Linked DNA regions of Mus musculus: region 2 is linked to region 1. Evidence: chromatin contacts called from public Hi-C data. All regions are on one chromosome and are shown on one strand. The core of a region is the stretch at or near the end of the contact, and the rest is flanking DNA. Distances in the headings are between cores, read along the strand shown. Region 1 overlaps Col6a6 (collagen, type VI, alpha 6). Region 2 has its middle 25 kb from the start of Col6a6.

Region 1 (3,749 bases), core at 856-3,355:
ATGGGAAAGGGGGATCCTTGGGGGAGAGGAGGCAAATACAGAAGGTAGGAGGAGGGCAAGGAAGAGAGCTGGGCACAAGGTACCTGATATCGGAAATGGGTAAAGGGGGGCTTTTTAGGGAGGGGTAGGGAAGGAAATCCAGGAAGAGGAGGAAAGTGGGCAAAATACAAATAAGGATGTCTGCTAAGGCTGTAAGGAATATTATTAACTATTTGCCAAAATGATCCTATAATATATGTAACTCAGTGTATAAATATAAATATATAGTTTGGTGAACTTTTCTCATCTGGGCTGACACTGGTCTCTGTGAGAGCCAAAACCCACCTAAATATAAGTCCAATACCAGACATAAGAAGCCCTTTTTTGAATTGTTGGCCAGGAGATCCTTGAAACATACAGCCTATTGCTATTGTCCTTGCCTGCCCCACAGAGGTGGAAGGTAAGTCCCTATTGCTGAGGACTCCATCCATCTCAGACCCAGAGCCCAGAGATGCAGAACTGGAATGATCTGAATGCCTCCTCCCTGAGGACTAGCCTTCATGGTTCCAGAACATACCGTGTAAGCTTCCAAAGACGGGAGACAACCAACGTCCTTGCCAGCTATGATACCCATGAGCCACCATGACCAGCATGGCACAAGAATTCTAAGGGCGCAGTAGTGGCATGTACACCTTGGTGGTAACCAACAGCTCTCTAACTGTACTTAAGATCTGCTCAACAAGAATGAAAACATGGTACTTGAGACCTAGGCAGCCTCTCAGTGCTAGTGAAGTCATGGATCTTGGTGGAGAACCCACAATTTTACTAATCTAGCAACTCCCAAACAATACTCTAAACATTTGTCCTCGTGCCCCAGGTAAGTGTACTCCTCACACCTCCCACATATCAAAGAAACTTCCTTGCGGCAACAGACAGAGGCAGCAGACAGAGGCTATTACAGAAAGTCACAACCAATCAAAACACAGAGTTTTGAAGCACAGACATAATGGATACACCTGCAAAACACTTAAGGCCTTAGGAACATTGTGGGAAAGGAGGATTGCGAAAGCCAGGAGATCAGAGGATTTGCTGTGAGATTGTGTCTCCTAGTAACACCAGAAGCTACACTCATAAAATCTCACCAACATGACTCCATAAACATGAGTTACACAAGGATAACAGTAATAGAAATGTCAGGATGAATGGAAAGAGCCCGCAATCCTACACAAAGAACTATAGTCAACTAAGAATACAAGCAGGAGAAATAGCGTTCCCCAGAGAAGAGTATAGTAACTGGTCATCCAACATTAAACAGTCAACTCTGAAAACACATAGACAAAGAATATTATACAGACTGAGCAGGCTGTCTTTATATGCATGTACATATAGGCTTGCAACAACAATGAACAACAACAACAAAAAAGAGGCCATGGATTTGAAAGAGAAAGAGGAGCATTATATGAGAGGGTTTGGATGGAAGAAAGGGAAGAGAGAAATACTGTAATAATCTCAAAAAACAAAACAAAACAAAACCTTAAATAAAATAGCTGATACCAAAAATAAATAAATAAATAAATAAATAAATAAATAAATAGATAGATAGATAGATGTGAATTTCTGGATAACTGAAGGGTAAATAAAATGCAGGGCCTGGTGCCATTACCTCTTCTCCACTGAGTCCTCTGGTTCCCTGAAAATGGAAAGGACAGCAGTGTGAGTGTGGGAAATGCAATGGGCTGCCAGGACGACAGGCAGCACAGCGAGGCGTAGGTAGGGCTTACAGAGTCCTTACCTTAGGCCCTTTGGCACCGAAGCATCCCTTCGTGCCTTGCTCTCCCATTGGCCCAGAGGCTCCTCTTTCTCCCTGAGGAAAAGCAGAAAAGCACACATCCAGATGAGTGTGTGCTAGTGTGATCTGGGATCTGTCCTGGACACCTGACAAGTGGTTTTATTTTATTTTGGTTTTGTTTTTTAAGAAAACATCTGTCTGCTCATGACTTACATTCCGGGACTCCAGCCTATGAAAACAAAGAGTGGAAGTAAATCTGATCTACAACGATGACAACCCTTTGCTCTGGACGCCATCCGCACACTGCCGGCATGGAGCTTCCCCTTCCCCAGGTGGCCACCACATTGCTCCCTTTAAATTTCCTTACCATGTGTCTTCACTCTGCCCTAGGCTAAGATTCGGGACTCTTTGCCCGGTCCCTGTGACTTTAAGACTTTGACCCAAGACCTCGGTCTGAGCATCGTTACCCATGATGCTGTCTGGTCCTGCTCCTTTGCTCACCCTCACTCACTGTCCACAGCTAGACACCAGTGCATCTTCTTCAGGGGACTTCTACACTGTCCAGCCACACTGACCACCTGCCATTCTGCCAACCCCCAGTCCCAACCCTTTGACTCCATTACTGTTTTGAACACATGGTTCCCCTTTGGGGTAGAATAAGATTTCCCACATACTTTAGCCGGAGGAACGCCTTGTTATCCTCCATGTGTCTGCCCAAGTGTTACCCATTGTTTTGTAACTTTTTCTTCTCAGGGTCAACTCCAACCGGGTTGGCCTTCAAGCCACTAGGTTTCTATTCTTGCTCAATACCGTCAACTCCCTGTGCCTCCAGCACAGTCACGGGTAGAACAGCTGGACACACTTCCCTTGTTTGTCTTCTCACTAGTGTGGAAAGGTCCCTAAGTTATTTTTGTTCTGTATCTATTTTTTTTCTCATTTCTGGGGTACTTACACTGCTAGGGTGCATATGCATTGGATATGTGCATCAGTGGGTTTTTTTTTTGGAAACAATGAAGTGATCAGTAAGAAGCTTAAATATGTACTGTCAGACGAATGCATAACTGGATGCATAAAAAGAAAAAAGGAAGGAGAAGAAAGGGAGAAAAGGGAGATGGGGAGGAGGGAGGATGGAGAGGGGGAGGAGGAAGGGAGGAGGGAGGGAGAAGAGAGGGGAGGAGGGGGCTGGAGAGACGACTCAGTGGTTAAGAGCACTGAGTGCTCTTCCAGAGGTCCTGAGTTCAATTTCCAACAACCACATGGTGGCTCACAACCATCTGTAATGGGATCTTATGCCCTCTTCTGGTGTGTCTGAAAAGTGCAACATTGTACTCACGTACATAAATAAATATTTAAAAAAGAGAGAGGGGAGGAGGGAGGGAGGAGAGAAGGAGGAAAGAGGAAAGGAGAGAGAGTGGAGAGAGAGGGAGGACAGAAGGAGAGAGGGAGGGGGAGGAGGGAGGGGAGGAGGGAGGGGAGGAGGAAGGAGGGAGGGAAAGGTTTCTGATAAATTATGTGGTGCATTGGTTTAATTACTAAATGACCTGGGCAATTGGCAGGGGTGTGACTCCTAAGGCAGAGAAACTACCTTTCACACCAAGTTAACTGTGCAGTGTAGGTGGGTAACCACCTCTAAGAAGAAGTGTTTCTCAGGCACAAGGAGGGTCAGGAAAGACCCAAGACTGCATCTGAATCCTCAGAGTGTGGTCTTTGTTTCCTTCTTATGTTTGTAGGGATAGGCGAGCTGTAAAGGGTCTTGACTTACAGCAATGCCCTCCTCTCCGAGGTAGCCATCACTGCCTTTGAATCCTGGGGGTCCCTGAAAAAAAAAGGAAAGAGGAGAGAACATGAGCACTCCATAGACTAGGAAATGAGAGTCCGTAGGGCAGATCCACTGCTTGGAGGTTAGACTTCATGCGCAACGGGAGAGTTTGAAAATGCCCCTGGCTCTCTGAACCAAAAGCTAGTGGCGTTAATACAAACA
Region 2 (3,749 bases), core at 500-2,999, 94 kb after region 1:
GTCCTTTTAGTTGATAACCAGTGTATATCACATGAATCTAAGATGTACCCACCATATATTCATATGCATAAGAGAAGGACTTGGAGCAAGAAGAACATTAAGAAACAATTCTAATAAGCTTAAGAAACAGAAGAGTCTCTCCTTTGCCTGAAACCCTAATATAGTAAATCGGATTCTGCTGGTGCTTAGCTGCACATTAGTATCGTTGGGAGCTTTTAAAATGCCTGTAGTCAAGCTGTTCCCCAAGATGAGGACCAGCTATCCATGGTTTAAAGAACCCCTCAAAGGGTTAGGCTTCTAGTAGCTGTGAAAAGAGAGTCATTTAGCTGCTAATGAAATGGTTCTTCAAGGTCAGGCCTGGGACCAGCCATATCAGCATCCTCTATGCGGATGTGCAGGCCACATCTAGACCTTCTGAATCAGAAACTCTGGCAGTAGGGCTGAGACCAGTGTGGGCCCAAGGCCTCCATGACAATCTGATACAGGAACAAGGAGCAGTGGTCTACCCACCTAGTCGTCTCTGTCCAAACCAATTGATGAGCATATCCCTCTAATCTCACCATTTAAACGAGCCCCCTTGTATGTTCAATCATCTCAGCATCATTATACATTCTTATGTGAATAACGGATACTCCTGTGACTAGTTCTATCCCTCAAAATTCGCTATTTCTGCAGCAGGCAATTCCAACCTCAAAACAAGTCTAACCACATCCCTCTCCTATCCTCAGGGGCCCCTCAGTGCTTCCAGAGTAGAATCTGCATAGTGTGCAAGGTTCTCCCAGTGCTCATCTTTCTACCTTCTTGTTCCTTCCTCCTCCTTCTCCCCATCCTCCCCTCCTTCTCTTCTTCCTCCTCCCCCTCTTCCCCCTCCTCCTCCCCATTCCTCCTCCTCACCTTATGTCCCATCCTCCTTCTCCCTTCCTTATCTTTCCTCCTCCTCACCTTCCTGCCCCATCCTCCTCCTCGTCCCCACCCCTCCCCTTCTAAACATTGTGTTTATAGTTCAGACCCTTTCTGAGGACAAAGAGCTAGGAAAAACCACTCTCCTTGGATTCCTTTCAAATTTCTGCTTTCCCTGGTTGTATCCATTCAGACCAAAGGGCCCCTCCTGGGTGTTGGAGCTCCAGATGCAGTTTCCTGCTCCATGGTCCCACAGTGCGCTCTGCCGCCTTCACCATAGCATCTCCATGCTAAAATGCTACTATTCCTTCCTGATTCAGTCCTAGTTAGATCATGCCCCATGGTGGATGCTCACACACCATGCCACGCAGAACTGGAGAGCTCCAGGGTATGCCTGCTCCTCCACAGAACTTCAAGCAAACAATGTCCTCAGCCAGGACATCGAAGGGTCACATGATCACACCGGTCACTTGGGGATCTGGTTACAGTGCAGAGTCCAGCAGAGTAGGCATGGGGGAGAGTCCCATGCATTTCTTCCAGGCTCCCATATGATGCTGACACTCTGGTCCGTGGGCCACCAGATAACGACTTGTGTGGTTAGAACCATGAGCAGGATATTTGCAGGTTAATTCATCTCATGCTAGAAAAGACCATTTTGTTTTGCAAGAATGCTACTAACTGGCCAGAGATGAGCTGTGCTGTTTATTAATCCGTTCTCATAACACTCATCATCCTGGAGTTTTATCTATATTTTTTTGGCTCGTTTGTTTGAAGGAGACCGTAATCAGTCCACTTGTGAGCCTGTGCCTGCACAGCTGCAGTCCCCGTCTGTGTTTGCCAGCTTTCTGCTGCTGGAATAAATATCCAAAGATAAAGCAACTTTAAAGGATGAGCAGTTTATTGCTGGAAGGGTTGGTCTGTTAGCAGCTGGCGGTGTTGCTTTGGGCCCTATGACAGAGCAGGACATCGCAACAGGTGCCGAGTCAGAGGAACCTGCTCACTCCACGGCAGCTGTGAGGTAAAGAGGAAAAGGAGGAACCCAGTACCCCAATAACCCCTCCAGGGGCTCGCCAATATCCCCTTCCAGGACTGGCCTAACATCCTTCCACCAGAGCACCACCTCCTGAAGATTCATCCACTTTGCTATGGTAACAACTGAGAACCATGCCAAAACCACATGGGTCTTTGGGGAAATCTTCGGGACCCAAACCACAGCATCAGCACAAACAGGGAGAATGTCCTTATCAGCAGCCTTTGTGTGGAGGCCAAGAACCAAGGAGGAAAAAAAAATTCTCAATGCAGAATCCATATTCTGTTTGGGAACCAAAAATCTTGGAAGAAGAAGAGAGGCCAACAGGATGTAATCCACAAGACAAGGCCCCCTCATTTAATCTTTTCTGCATAAAGACTGATCACTACTAGGTGTCTGCCAGCGAAGGCCTGGGTTCCTCATGATTACTGTCGTATGTCGTATTCTCATGGTGAGCAATGGAAAGCTACAGAAGAAGCGGAGACAGTGACAATGTCAAAGGTCTGGGGTCAGATTGCCACAGTTCCAGCAGCAGGTGAATGGTACTGACAGATTCTTGTAGACACGTGGGAAGGGGCTTCCATTTGAAGGGACTGAGAAGGACCCGCACAAGCTTCCAGCTAAACCAGGCAACGTTTTACCCCAAGATTCACACTCAGATCAAAGAGTCAGCAATCACAGTTAGGCATGGCAAATGAGGTTTTCCAGAGACATCCCAGGGCTCTTAGTCATCTGTAATTCTGACCAGCTGCTCTAAATGCACCCTCTCATGTCATGTAAGGTTGCAGGGGCTTAACAGGTCATTTCTGGGAAGGAAAAAAAAAAACCTTCCTGGCAAAATGGGTTCTTAATATACACACCATGGTTCCTTCTGAGGAAATTCAAATTGATTATATATTGTGGAATGTTCGAGAACTTTAAAAACTGTTTGCTCTTTCTTTTTAAAGAGGCAAAACAACAAACTGATTTTTCAACAATGCAACTTGCTTTCTGCGGCACTGACCTCCCATGTCAGCCACACTGTCCCGTGCACAAGCCCTGCTGGATGCTGCCGCTGCCAACATGTCCCCCTCTCCAGAACACAGACACACAGCTCTAATTTTGTGGGGTTTGTTGCCCCTCATGCCACTCTCTGCCTTGTCTCTAACTCTTGTTTCTCTTCTGTGACGAGTCTGTTATAGAGTCACCATAACCCATCTGCAGGTGTCTGTGTTTCCAGAGAGCCTTAACTGAGGTGGGAAGAACCACCCTGCAGGCTGGTGGAGCCAGACTGTGTGAGCTGGGGTCCCAGACTGACTCAAAAGGAGAATGAGCAACAGCATTGACCTCTCTGCTTATGACTGCAGATGGGGGGGGGTGACCAGTTCCCTCAGCTCTTCCCACCATGTATGCCCCTCCATGATAAATGGTACCCTCAAAGTATAAGCTACAGTAATCCCTCCCCCACACTCAAGGGAGTATACACAAATAGATGGCCAAATAAAATGGTTTAAATGGCCAAAATATGTACTTCATCAGGAAGCTCTTCACAGTTACAGTGAAATGCCTGTCTAGTGAAATAATGCGTCCATTATCTTCCTCTTGCCTGTGTGCATGTGGGTGTGTAAGGGTGTATGTACACGTGAACTGTACGTGTAAGGGCCAGAGAATACTTCAGATGGCATTTCTTATTCCTTAAATGTTATCCATTTTATCTTTTCTTCTCTCTCTCTCTCTCTCTCTCTCTCTCTCTCTCTCTCTCTCTCTCTCTCTCTCTCCCTGTTGTTTTTGACACAAGGTCTCTCACAGGTCTGGAGCTAGGCTGGACGGCCATTGAGCT

What was found. A called contact is a pair of places that touch in the nucleus more often than the background predicts.
Region 2: a Hi-C map of uterus shows a contact between it and region 1, with 3 times the contacts expected there. The contact joins two enhancer-like sites. A contact is called at or near these places in 1 of 39 promoter capture datasets (liver), 1 of 15 datasets of contacts at CTCF or cohesin (large pre-B cells), 10 of 484 Hi-C or Micro-C datasets (the 63-12 cell line, adipose-derived mesenchymal stem cells, cortical neurons and 4 more) and 6 of 115 datasets of contacts at active chromatin or transcription factors (the NIH/3T3 cell line, VIP interneurons, acute myeloid leukemia and 3 more).

The regions. Positions count from the first base shown.
Region 1 is chr9:105,756,521-105,760,269 of GRCm38.p6, forward strand. It overlaps Col6a6 (collagen, type VI, alpha 6), which reads right to left. Exons shown (of 37, transcript NM_001102607.1): 13 at 3,531-3,584; 14 at 1,772-1,843; 15 at 1,643-1,669. Among named protein-coding and RNA genes, the nearest start is that of Col6a6, 70 kb to the right of the region's middle. Within about 2 kb of position 2,106, at least 6 of the 459 cell types and tissues checked have an H3K27ac peak or open chromatin away from gene starts, as enhancers often do. A contact at or near this core is called in uterus, where this site is marked.
Region 2 is chr9:105,850,797-105,854,545 of GRCm38.p6, forward strand. No RefSeq gene overlaps it. Among named protein-coding and RNA genes, the nearest start is that of Col6a6, 25 kb to the left of the region's middle. Within about 2 kb of position 1,750, at least 12 of the 459 cell types and tissues checked have an H3K27ac peak or open chromatin away from gene starts, as enhancers often do. A contact at or near this core is called in uterus, where this site is marked.